Regions from separate parts of the Arachis hypogaea genome. Here region 2 is linked to region 1. A link is a contact called in public Hi-C data. All regions are on one chromosome and are shown on one strand. Each heading gives the region's core, a stretch centred on a gene start, on an enhancer-like site or on the middle of the called end of the contact. The rest is flanking DNA. Distances are from core to core; before and after follow the strand shown. Region 1 holds the start of LOC112741000 (nuclear transport factor 2). Region 2 holds the start of LOC112740997 (auxin-responsive protein IAA12).

Evidence for each region. Hi-C and Micro-C count contacts between places; a contact is called where the count stands out from the background.
Region 2: a Hi-C map of leaf shows a contact between it and region 1, with 1.4 times the contacts expected there. The contact joins the promoter of LOC112740997 here to the promoter of LOC112741000 in region 1. A contact is called at or near these places in 3 of 8 Hi-C or Micro-C datasets (leaf and an unstated tissue).

The regions. Positions count from the first base shown.
Region 1 is chr2:20,062,139-20,069,341 of arahy.Tifrunner.gnm2.J5K5, forward strand. It overlaps LOC112741000 (nuclear transport factor 2), which reads right to left and starts at 4,233. Exons shown (of 9, transcript XM_025789777.3): 1 at 3,816-4,233; 2 at 3,520-3,654; 3 at 2,519-2,825; 4 at 1,806-2,068; 5 at 1,078-1,261; 6 at 233-354; 7 at 74-139. The coding sequence starts at 3,836.
Region 2 is chr2:20,264,784-20,271,986 of arahy.Tifrunner.gnm2.J5K5, forward strand. LOC112740997 (auxin-responsive protein IAA12) reads left to right here and starts at 4,634. Exons shown (of 5, transcript XM_025789762.3): 1 at 4,634-5,515; 2 at 6,830-7,170. The coding sequence starts at 5,136.

The DNA.
Region 1 (7,203 bases), core at 2,983-5,482:
ATAATAATAATAATAATAATAATAATAATAATAATAATAATAATAATAATAATTAATAAATTAACTTCCCAACCTGAAGCGAATTCTGAACCCCGACAATGTCTTCAAATTCCACAAAAGCATAACAAACTCCAATTTCCTGTGCACATAAACTCTATTTAGGCTTGTTCTCTTTTCAAGATTGAATATGTGGTTATTCAGTTAACACTTAACAGCAATGAAGGAAGCTTACCTTCTTGACCCTAACGAATATACCATTAGGCTTAATCCTGCCAAAACTCTTAAATTCATGCTCAATCTCAGCTTCAGTAACTGTAGCAGGCAAGTTCCTCACATAGACAGATGTTACTTCACCTGAAAGATTATAAATCAAACATAAAAAATGTGGACATGGTCAGAAAATATTATAATGTAGTTTCCAAAATGATGTAATAGCAAAGCTAGTAAACTATCATGGAATAGTATAATTTAATTTCTCAAGTTCCTTTGGACCCATGGTCTGCCTAAGCAACCTCTTACCTAGCAGCATTTATCTGTTTTAAAATATTAGATTTTATTTTGAAAAAAAAAAAAAAAGATTTCAATAAGATGAGAAGGATTTATACAAATTTGGGAAAAGGGATCCCCTATACAAAAGCTAAACAAAACAAAAGATTTATCTATAAAGCATAGCTTTTCAATCTCTCAACATGTCTGAGAGGGAAAGGCTTCTATACAGATTATGAGCTTTACACCGAATAGATGCTAGGCATCTAATCCTATCCTATAGAACTCGCTTGTCAAAACATCTGTCAATGGAGGTGTGTGCATCCCTAAACCCTTAAAATATTAGATATTAGATAACAACTGTCACTCAATGTTGGTAACAAGATCACCAACAAAAAACCTCCACTCAGAGTGTGAACACAAATAATTTCCATCATATATCAGCAAATGAGCGAATAAATATAAACATATAATTCCACCAAATGTGCCAAAAGGAATATAACAACAGTCACCTAAAGTATCCTTACAGTCAGATGCCAAATTGGTGAAAATAACAAACAGTAAAGCAAACAAAGATATACAAAATTAAACCTTCTTCCTCTGCCCCATAGAATTCTTCTGCTAACTCAAACCGTGAATCAGGAATGTATGTAAATGCAGAGTTTGACTGTTGAACAGGCTGTGCTACATGATTTGACTCTGAAGGAGTTGGGGTACTTTTGAAAGACTGCTGTAGAGCAGCAGATGACACAGATCGACCTTTTGCAACTTGTAACTGCACGATTGTTGTAACATAATCAAATTAAGGCAAAATATTGAAGAGGAGGTGAAAGGATTCTAATATTCTACAAATATGGAAAATGTGCTTACTTGTAAGAGAATTTTGCAACCATTTGAGGAAACAGAATAGGAAATTTAAATAAGGATAAATGCACTGATAAACACACACTCACTGTATTAATATGCGAGCCTTCCCCCCCCCCCCCCCCCCCCCAAAAAGGGATTTAATCTATAATCCACTGATTAAGTAAAGAAATGACATCACATTTGAAATTCAATTTCCTTTTTCTTTTTAAATTACAAGTGGAAAATTTATGTCACTTCTATAACACAATGTAACACTTTGTTTGCTATTAGTGTGCAGTGCTTTAAATGTCCACACTAACAATCCATCCCTCTCCTCCAAAAGGTGATTTTAGTAAATAACCAAATATAATACTTGGACTAAGGGTCAAGTTGGTAATTTTTCTAACAATCAATGAAGGAAAAAGAAGGGGGCGCTAAACAAGAAACATGCTGAAAGAGAAAGAGATACATACAATGGATGCATAAGTCTTCTTGGTAGACTCGTCCAAAGGTTCCTCCCCAAAAGCTATAGGGGATTTGCGGGTGGTATGAGCAAAACTCGGGATTGTAGGGGATGCCTTCTCTGCAGGAGTTTCCTCAACCACAATTTCTGTTTCAAGATCTTGATGTAGCTGCTGCGGCTGCTCTGGAAGGCTATACTTGTCAACCAGGTCATCTTCTACATGAAGTGAATTGATATATTCAGTAGCTTCTTCCACCGGACCATAGTCAGAAGCTGGTAAAAGCAACAAATTCAGGACTCTGAGGCATGCTGTTTCGAAGTTTAACAAAACAGAGGCTTTGCATACTACTTATTATGAAATGGAGGCCATAGTGCTTAAAGTGGACAAAAAGAATGAATACCAAGATTTTTCAGATTTTGTCACAGAAAGCATGCAACTTTTAGAATAACAAAGAAGCATGTTCCCTGTTAGGTAGAGTGGGATTCATACACCAACCAGTGGAATTCATCAGAATTTCACTTTTTTAAAATAAAAAATGCTTACACCAAAATTCAAATAATGAAAAGAAAAAAAATTGAAGAAGAACCAAAGCTACCCTTAGACCACTTTTCATTATAGTTATTGCCAGCAAAGCAAACGTGTTATTATTAGTGCCTAACTATGTGGGAAAAATTCGGTTCAAAATCAAATGTCTTTGGAAAAGGATTCAGCAGTCAAATTACCAGGAGGCTCTCCAAGAGAAGTAAGTGGCTTTGCGTCTATCTTTTCGGATGCTACAGATACTGGATTTGAGTATGATACTGATATTCCGTCATCAATGAAATGAAAAATGTCATTAAGCACGAAGTAACCCTTCTCCTGGGGAGCAAGAAAGAATGTTTGGACAAACTTTCGCCTTTTCTTGACATCCCTAATCTTGACAAACCCTGAGACCATTACAAGCACACCTCCGTCCAAAGAATCAAGAGAATTGATAGTCTTGATCTCTATTGTACCAAAATTCAATGATAAAACAAGTTCATGGATTTGCTGTATTGGAGAAAAGTAACTTGATCAACGTTTTGCTAGATAACTTACACCAAGAATCAATTAAGAAAATGGAAATGGAAATTAAGTTCCACTAAGACAACGACGACAACAACAAAAAAAACCACCACCACCGTCAAGCTTAATCCAATTAGGCATGGTCAGCTACATTATGCCATAATGCGTTATTTCATATTCATTGATTACTCTTCCTCTGTATATAGCTATTGGCTTACACTGCATTTGATCAACTCTCCAGCCTTACTTGGTTTTACATATCTTCTCCACACATGATCAATTACTTAACGCAAACCGACACCAAATACCAAAAAATAAAATAAAATAAAATAAAAACCTTGCTACACTAAATGATTTTGATCTATGCATGGCCAATCGCAACACCAAAGGCAAACCACCAAAAGAGAAACTATTCATGACTACAGTAGGAAAGCTCTTTTTTCTCTAGGGAATGTTGAAGATACATCAATTAAGACTCAAACAAACATAAGATAGGGAACAATCCCTCCATTTTCTGATATCTTGGGGGCCATTAGGATTCTCATTTTCTATTTTTGAAAAAAACAATACAAAAATATCTAAGATATAAATTGAACATGACCACAAACTGTTACAAACACAGCAAAGAAACATGAATGCAAAGAAAACATGGATTCTTTATCTTAGAACACTTAGGTACCAGCACATTCGAAGCGGTTTCGGTGGAAACTCCATCAACACGGATCATTGTGCTGTTATCTGAGTAGAATTGATGAATCAGATTGGGATGTTGTGGAAGAACCTGATAATACTGTCCAACAAAGTATGAACCCACCTGCATTCACAATTTCACATCAATGCAGTTTAAAACTAAATATAAAAAGATACAGAATCCTTAGAATCAAAGCTGTTTTCAAAACCACAAAAAAAACAATACTAGGAAGTGAATTTAAATTAAAATTAATAACAAAACAATATAAAATATAGTAATAATACCTGGGCAGCACTAACACCCATTTTCAGCTCCCTTAAGTTCACAGCTTCTTTTTTTTATAAGAAAAAAAAAAGATAATGTCGTTTTCTTCGAACTCTTAAACAACACAGTAAACCTCAAATAGAAAAATTGTTACGGGATTAAGAAGAAGAAGAAGAAGAAGAAGAAGAAGAAGAAGAAGAAGAAGAAGAAGAAGGAGTGGGTGCAGAAAAATACAAAAGAACTAAGGTTAGGGCAGAAAGCGAAACAACGGAATCTTCAAAATCTGAACGCAAGTGAATCTAATTCTAAAATCTGTAATCAGATCAGAAGAGAGAGAAGTACTGTGAAGAGTGAAAGTGTGAAACAGTGAGAGGAATTGAGCGCGCGAATTCTTCGCCTATGGATTAGATATCTGACGAGGAATCATATGATATGAACGGTTTGATCATGGTACCAAACCTAAGAAATAAACGGCTCAACGGATGGGATTACTTAGGACTTGTTTGGGGAGTTTCTAAAAGAAGATTATTTTTTGAGTTATATTTTTTTAAAAAATCTTGTGAAAAAGTAAAAATAATTTTATGTTTGGGTATTTCATATAATTTTTTTTATTTATTAATTATGTTTAGATATAACAATATAAAAATACTTTTTTGTTTATTTATTACATAAAAAATATTTTTTTAAAGAAAAAAGATCTTTTAAAAATATATGTAAATTACAACTTCTCAAAAAAATATTTTTTTTTTATTTTTCTAGTACTTTTACTTTTACTATTAGAAATTTGCTAAATACGTTAAAAAATAAAAAAAGATATTTTTTCATAATGGCGTCCAAACGAGTACTTAATGTGCATAATACTGGACAAGGGAGATTTCAAGAGAGAAGCAGAGAGTATAGACCAGAGTATTATAAGGGTTTTTTACTTAAATAAATAAAACAAAAATTAAATTTACTGAATTCTCCTAAAACAAATTTCAAAACGTATTTATCCTATTCTTAATATTATATAAATCGTCCTAGGGTGATAAAGGTTATATAATACGTTAAACATGGCATCCTAGGATGATTTATGCATGCATGGCCTAAGGAATTCATGAGTAAATTGTCACAGGACTGGTAGGGTTACATATATATTACGCATAAATCGTCCCACCCTGCCTAAAGTCACTTGATTTTGGGCTGAAGTACAAAAGCCTGCCATTGACATGCAATAGCAAAACCTAGGTAGCCTGGGCACGAATTATGGTCTTTTTGGAGACCCTCAAGACAGGGACGATTTATGCTTTAAGACTTACCCTAAGGAGGGTGCAACGAGTTATTGCTTGAGTGGAACCTCAACACACTGTGGTGACTAACATTGGTTTAGGAGGAGCCACCATCTTCAACGTTTGGTATGCCATTGGCGGGAGCCACCCACCGTCTTCCGCAAGTTGGGTAGCCTTGATGGTGTTGTGTCGGTCAGAGATCACTAAAATGCCGGGCTGGAGAGTCACATGCTGACGAAGGTGACTAAGAAAAAACTTCCACGAATCTATGTTTTTGCCTTCGACTAACCCGAATGCTACTTGGAGAATGTTCTAGTTTCCAACTTAGGCAATTGCCATTAGCAGAGTACCTTCATACTTTCCATATAAATGAGTACCATTGATGGATATTAGTGGATTGCAATACTTAAACGCCTCAACATACAGAGACAATGTCCAAAATAATCGATGAAAGAAAACCTTCGTTCCATCCACCATATTACCTGACCTCACTGGTGAAGTACGCAACACCGCTGTCGTTCCCGACATATACAACTGAACCCTAATGATCCACCTTGGTATGTGGTTGTAAGACTCCTCCCAATCTCCATATATTTGAGCAATGGTCTTCTGCTTGGCCATCCAAACTAATGTTCTAAACATCGGACCAGACTGGCCGGTCGAACTGGTTCAATTGGGAATTAGCATAGAAAACGGTACGGTACTCCTGCTTAAACCATCGATTACGAAACAACTGATGAACCGCTGAACTAGCCGGTGATCATTCGGTTGGACCGAACCGGTAACTGACCGGTTCATATGAAACGGCGTCATTTTGGTTATGTTAAAAAAAAAACCCACCTTACCCATGCGAGTTAACCCCCTCCCGCCCCACCAAACACCCCCTCCTTCAAAAGTTAAACACACAGCAAGCCCTAGCTCCATCCCAAACCAAAAACCCAGCTCCCTAAACAGAACTGCCGTCGCCGTCTGTGGTTGTTGGTGCTTCCGCAGCCTCCTTCTTTCCCCGCACCAATCCCATACGGCCAGTCATTCTCTTCTAGCTCGGCACGTCATCCATTCCCCATGTGAAATCGCTATTTGAGGCCTCCAGCTGTTGCATCGTGGTGTCACCGTCATCTTTCTGCTGTCAGTGGAAGGTTAGTGGCACTGTGATTTACTTATTTCTGTTGAGTCTTGATGAGCAGATAATTTATACGCTTTTTGGCATTGTTTTTAGGTAGTTTTTAGTATGATTTGGTTAGTTTTTAGTATATAATTATTAGTTTTTATGCAAAGATCACATTTCTGGACTTTGTGTGTTTTTCTGTGATTTCAGGTATTTTCTGGCTGAAATTGAGGGACCTGAGCAAAAATCTGATTCAGAGGCTGAAAAAGGACTGCAGATGCTGTTGGATTCTGACCTCCCTGCACTCGAAATAGATTTTCTGGAGCTACAGAAGCCCAATTGGCGCGCTGTCAATTGTGTTGGAAAGTAGAAATCTTGAGATTTTCAGAAATATATAATAGTCCATAATTTTCCCGAGATTTGATGGCCTAAATTGGTGTCAAAACACCGGTCAGAGACCCTTTTCTGGCATTAAACGCCCAAACTGGCACCAGAGCTGGCGTTTAACTCCAAGAGAAGCCTATGCACGTGAAAGCTTCAATGCTCAGCCCAAGCACACACCAAGTAGGCTGAGAAAGTGAATTTCTGCATCATTTACTTATTTTTGTAAACCATAGGTTACTAGTTCACTATAAATAGGACCTTTTACTATTGTATTTTCATCTTTTTGATCATCTTTGATCTTGGGATCAGGTCTTTGAACCCTTTTTCGATTGTTTCATGTTATTTGGAAGGCATGGCTATTCGGCTATGTCTAGACCTTGTTCTTATGTATTTTCAACGGTGGAGTTTCTACACATCATAGATTAAGGTGTGGAGCTCTGCTGTTCCTCATGAATTAATGCAATTACTACTGTTTTCTATTCAATTCAAGCTTATTCTTGTTCTAAGATATCCATTCGCACTTTAACATGATGAATGTGATGATTAAGTGGCACTCATCACCATTCTCACTTATGAACGTGTGCCTGACAACCACTTCCGTTCTACCTGAAAACAAGCTTGAATGCATATCTCTTGGCCTCCTGGTCC
Region 2 (7,203 bases), core at 3,384-5,883, 200 kb after region 1:
TAATTGATATATAAATAAGTTAATTCGTACATAGAAAAGTGAACTGATACATAGAAAATGTAAACTACACAACATCTACTTTTTCATTGTCCACTTTACATATTTCACAAAACTCTTGCATTTCTTGGCAGCCTTTTTGAACACGGACGGAGTGAATCGATTAGCACTACGACGACGCGGATCAACCCTGAGATTGTACCCTTTTCCTGTCTCATCTGGAGTGCGTCCCTCACCTGGATACAACTTAATTAGACAGACCATCTTAACATGATTATATTTACATCAAACACAAACATATGATCATAGATACCACATATGAACTTTTTATAATCAAGTGACCAAACAAATATATAATATAATCAACTCAAGAGAGATACCACATATGAACATATTATAATCAAGTGACCAAACAAGTAAAGCAAAAAATAAGACCTGCATCATCACCATCATCAGGTGCATCATTATGGGATTCTTCATTCTCGTCCATTTCCTCATCCTCGTCCTCATCGTCATCCTCGTCATCTGGTTCATTTACTAGATACTCATCAGTCTCTTTCTCAAGTGTCTTGGCATTTTCTTCAATCAGAGTCATTGAAACACGGTTAGGATTTTGACTATTAAGAACTCCTCGACCACCGTCACTCCTACTAGAGTCACCAGATACCAACCCTCCAGAAGCACATGACGAAGTGCGGTACCCATGCTTACATCCAACGAATACCTACCCACCATGATGTCAGGATGATGGCCATATTGTGACTGACCTGCATCTATAGCCATGATGTCAGGCTGATGACCATATTGTGATTGGCCTGCATCTGCAGCCAAGAATCCAAGCAACTGGCTAAAAGAACCACCATCTCCTGAGTCAAACTGTGGCACACTCCAATACTCCTGATGTATTGGGTATGATGAGGTAAATTGTGTTTGTGGTACATATTGGCTTGACCACTGAGGTTGTTCCTGTGGAGGTGGAGGTGGCGGTGAGTGTGGCTCTTGCTCCTCAGCCTTTTCATTCTCTTGCGCTACATCATCCATACCCTGATCACCCTCGTCATTCTCTTGAACCACAAGATCGGACAAGTTCAAATGGTTGCCATATTTTGTACGGTACCAATGCATGTAAATATCTAACGAATGCTGTGGACCATTAAGCTCAGTCAGAACGTGATTATACCTATTTGTCCACTGCATCACCCTAAATAAATGACTCATGGCTGTGGCCCAATTAAGATTCTTAGGACCAGTCAGGACTTCTCCGTGTGTCTTGTCTAGATTCTGTTCCTAATGAGAAACTCCTGCACAAAACTAAACTGTCGTCTATACCGATCGATTGCATGCCACTCAATGCATTCAAAAGATACCAACGACACCGTAGCACTCCACACAACCAAGTGCATGTAGATGTCTGCAGGAATTATGTTCGGATCTACACAATCCATAGAATAAGCAACCCACACAAACTGTGAAAAATAAACCACACTAGTGATTACAATCGGAATAACAATAACACTGCAACCCCCAAACCAAATAATTCTTTAATGAAAATATACCTTGCCTTCCTGAAGATCATCCAAAGCTTTCCTAAAGTGAGCAAGTTTCATATACCTAAAGCGTCGGTCTCCACGCTCCCAATTACGCCACCTAATATCGCTTAATTCATTAACAGGACTGGATTCTAAATATGAAGATACAGAGTAAATGTAAGATAATGTTACCTATTTGCAAGCGAAAAATTACGAGGTTCCCTAGGAACCGGCGCTAGAAATGGAAGGCGGATCCAAGCCCAAACGAGCAGCAGTGTTAGCAAATCGTCGATCTCCTTACAGTCAAAATGAGATGCCCTGCATAACGCACTGTACAGATGTGCGAGGCAAGCCGAACCCCAACTGAACTGTACGATACTGGCAAAATCACGAAGTAAAGGTAGAAACTTCCAGTGCACAAATGCCCCAGACTTGTCTCCCAATAATATCGTACCTATCAACAACATAATGTGGCACTTCACATACCTCTGTATACTTTCTTCATCAGTCAACTGTAACCGTTCTTTTAAATCCCGTAGCCACGTAAGATTTATACCGCTTCCTCTACATTCTGACTTTCTCGGTGCAACCCCAAATTGGTGCAAACACTCCACCTCTAAGGCTTCAAAACTGCTGATACTCATCCCTGTGACTGGAAGACCGTCTGTCGAAAGACCAAGAATCATAGCCACATCTTCGAGTGTCACAGCACATTCACCAATCGGAAGGTGAAAGATATGTGTGTCTGAATGCCACCTTTTGACTAAAGCATTTACGAGTGCTTTCTGACACTGCACTATTCCAATCTAAGATGTATGATAAAAATCAGTAAAACGTAAATGCTCCTCCACCCTATCATCGTACCGATCCAGAGGGATAGGGTGATCACACGTCAACATCCGTGAACTTTACAAAAACAAAAATTATTAATCAAACTACTAACAATTACTAATTTACTACTGACATATAATAAGAAAAACTAGAACAACCAATATTATCAACAAATAATTACTACTAAATACAACAGCATACTTAAGTCAATTAAAAACGTAACAGTAAATAAATAATTATTATAAAAAACCAAATACATTATATTATTATATTTTACAAAACTTAATTATTAATCAAAATCAGCAACATTAATCCAAAAATATATTTTTAAATATATATTTTTTACTAAAAATATTACAAAAAGTTCTAAACATGTTCCTTTTACTAATTTATCATATTAGTCTAATTCAAACATTACCATTGAATTAAATTTTCTCTAACTATATTTATATATATATATATATTTTCTAACTATTATTTAATTATATATTCTTAAATTTCAAATAATAATAATAATAATAATAATAATAATAATAATAATAATAATAATAATAATAATAATAATAATAATAATAATAATAATACCGTCACTGACCCTAAATTTTAACTACTAACAACCTATAATTACATTTTTAATAATAATAATTATAATTCTAAAATAATAATAATAATAATAATAATAATAATAATAATAATAATAATAATAATAATAATAATAATAATAATAATAATATCACTGAGATATATTTCCTAAACTGACTTAACAAGAATAATTATAATATAACTAAATTAACAACAACAATTATAATTCTGAATTAATAATAATAACAATAATATTAATAATCATCTTAATAATAATAGTAATAACATTCTCGTTGGAACGTTGAGCTAGTACCAGCAACAATAATTATTATAACTCTCAAATAATAAAAATAATAACAATAAAAATAATAATATCACTAATATGTTCATAACTTGAGCTACTAACAACAACAATTATAATTAAATTTTTGACAATATTAATTATATTTTTCAAAAATTTAAAAAAAATAAAAAAACTTATATAATCAAAATAGCTGAGATATCTTATAATATGAAATTCAGGACAATTAACATATTTAGATTTTTATTTTTTTTGACATTATAATTTTTTTTCAGCAACTTTGAGAAGAAAAAGAACTGGACGAAGGAGAGAATGGAAAAATAGTTGCTGGTGGGATGAAAATAAAACTCATTTCGGAGGGTGGAAATACATGTAGTAAAGGGAAGCTGGGGATAGGAGTACCGTTGTGGAAAGAAACATCGACGCAACACGTGGCGGGAGGAGTGACAACTCGGACCCTCTGATCTGTACGCGCAATGCGGACCGTCCAATTTGACAAGGACAATGTGGACCATCTGATTTGTCCTTACCTAATCCCACAATGTGATAAATCTCACACACTCTCCATATCGCCGTCCTACTCCAATCCCTTCCCCATAATAAAAATAAAAAGAGGAATAAATTTAGCTTTTGCAAATTAAATAAAAAAAATTATAATTCGTCTCTGACAAGTTTTGTTTATTCCCGCATTTATGTAAATCACAAAAATTTCCATCTTTGAAAATTTTATCTCCTAATAAATAATATAAATTTTTTTTAACCTACACTTAAATCCTAATTTAAAATTAATTTCTTTTATATAGTTCTTTGATTTTGTAAATGAATCGTGTTTTATTGACACAATTTATATTATTTAAGTGGTTCGTCATTTTAAATCATAGATATACTATTTTTATTTTAAGACAATTTCGTGATAACATATATTTTATTTAAGAATAATATGATAAAATTTATATAATAATAGTCAATTTCAGTTAATATTATAACAAGTTATTAAACTTTATTAAAAAAATTTTGTTAAGTTAGAGTTTTGAATATTTTTTTAATTGAATTTTAAATGTTATTGTTTTTAAAATTTTAGATATTTTTTAATACTGAATGTTTGACTACAATATTATGTTAGTTTTTAAATTTTTTTTTATTTTCTAGCTTTAGATTTTTTTTTAATTTGTTATCATATACTCTAATCTAATATGCAAAAAAAATTAATTTTTTATAAATCTGATAGATACATATCAATTTTAACTTTTAATACTTACTTAGACAGAGGAATGAATTAATCATTCCACTAAATAAAGTTGGTTAGTTTTTTTTTTATTTCTATATTTATTACCTGATCTATTGACTCTATTTTCAATTGACAATCTCATGAGCAGACAGCAGCGCCTTAATTGACCGAAGACAAACTGAAATATCTTGTGTTTCCACTTCCCATTCCGATTCCACTTCCACTTCCACAGTATGTGGGTCTCTGTCTCTGTAACACACAAAAAATATAAAAAAAAATTAGAATTTAGAAGGCGAAATATGAGAAAACATATATTTAAAAAAAAAAACTACTTTAAGAAAAGTAGTACAAAGAAGTTAAGGCAAAGACATTGATGTTGGCGCACAAACCAGACATGTGGGGTCCACACATTTCTTTCCTCAACCTCTTCAATGTTCCTCTCTCTCTCTCTCCTTCATCCTCACACACCTATGACCTAACCAATTCTCATTTCTCTTCATTCATTCCTACTCAAGCAATCCTCCCCCCCCCCCCCCAAAAAAAAAACACTTTTTTTCCCCTTCAACCTTCATATTCTCATCCTCTCTTTTACACACACACCCCATCATCTTCTCCTTCTTCAATCTTGTTATTGAATCCATAAAGTTTCTACTTTTGTAAAATTCTGATGCAGGGTGTTACTATTATTCCTACTGGCGGTAGTGGTGGTGGTTCTACCATGTCTTCTACTTTGTCAAAGGAAGACACAAACTTGGTTCTTTCTTCTGAGGACTCTTCTTGCCCTGAAGATTCTGAGTTGCTTGAACTTGGTCTTGGATTAGGCCTTTCTCATCATCATAAACCTGCTCGTAAATCACACAGTCACCATCATCATCATGCTAGAATTTTGACCGCTAAGGATTTTCCTTCTTCAGCTTCAGCTTCTTCCTCATCTTCATCTTCACCTCCTTCTTCTTCTTTGAGCAGGGTAAACAACAACACTACCACCTCCACTTCTGGCACCAAGAGAACTGCTGAGTCTGTTGCTGCTGCTAATAATGGACCTAGGTAAATTAATTCAATCTTGGATTTACTTCTAAGGGTATCAGTAATTTTTCTGTGTTCAATGGTCTATGATTTAATCATAGGTCTTGAATATAAACACAAATTTTTTTTTTGTTGAGAATTTAGAATTTTGAGTTAGTAGGATACATGGCTGGTTTTTATCTATAAGTATTAATGTTTTGTATATAATTGTGGTTTGAATTTGGTTTTTGTGATTCTGTCCAAAATTCAGACATTTTTACTATGGATATTTGAATCATATAATGTTAATTTGTGGCAAGAAATTTAGATTTTTTATTCTTATTACCTGACTTTGTTATGTGAAGAGAGAAATTGGTACATATAATTGAATGATTGAGGATGTGTTAAAATTCTATCAGTTTCAGTTTAAATGTTTGTGTGGATAAGAATCATGATGAGATGATTCCTTTCCAAGAAATTCAATTTGCTTGGATGAGCTTGGAAAGATTCATGTTTTAAGGGGTTAGTTAAGCAAAGAACATAATTTGGGACTTACTAATTGAGTTAAATTCTTATATCTCATTATGAGATTACCAACTAAACATTCATGATCCATGTTATAAAGATCTGATAAATGTTTACATTGGTTGTAGATTCCTAATACCATTGGTCACTTTTTCTAGCTCGAGATTCGCTATGTAAATGATTTATGATAGGAGACTATAGTATGACTCAATTCATCCAACGTAGCTGTTCCGGCTAGTGCGACCAGATTTAAGTGTTATTGATGTTTTAGTATTATGAGGTTACCATTTGTAGGAGGTTTTCGCTGTCAATATTTTGTTTCTCAATTGCTGCAACCCACAAGAGGGTTTAGTAAATAGTGACCCTGAATCTTGATAATAGGTTGATACCTGATCCATTTCAGTTTGTCAAATTATACAATCTGAACATTTTCATCTAATTTGACTTAATAGTTTCTTTAGAATTAGATTCAGGTGTTATCTAACAAAATGCAACATAGCAGACAAAGACTTTCAAGATCCAATCACAAGAGGAACCAATCAGATTTTTATTTATTTATTTGTTTTCAGGGTGATTAAATTCACCTTCACGTGGCACTTCAGACACTGTTTTGTTCTTTATTCGGTCATTTTCTAGCTTTATTATTCTTCCTTTCAATGTTTATCCGAAAGAATTGGTTGACATGTTACTATATCTTAACAAGTTTACCATTTACATGAAACTTTGTCATATTTGTCATGTTTGCGCTTTAACATTTATTACAAAATTTTGTTATTATTTCTTTGCTGATGCGGTTGTGATCTCTATTGGCATTGAATTTTCACTAAACAGTCCGGTAGTTGGATGGCCTCCCCTCAGAAGACCATACAGAGTGAATAGCTTTAATCATTCAAAATCTCCAGCCACCGAGGTGTTCAACTCAAATTCCGAGAAGAGTAAGAGCAGCGAAACTGATGTGCTAAGGAAGAATGCTGATAATACCAATGGTAATAACAACAACATTGATACCAAAGAAAAAAGAAACTTCCGGAGTTCCTTGTTTGTCAAGGTAAATATGGACGGGATAGCGATTGGAAGGAAGGTCGATTTGAGTGTCCATAGTTCTTATGAAACCTTAGCTCAAACATTGGAGGATATGTTTAGAGAATCAACTACAGCAATCACTTTCAATGGTGAGTTATTTTTTTCTCCTTTTTTTTGTTTTA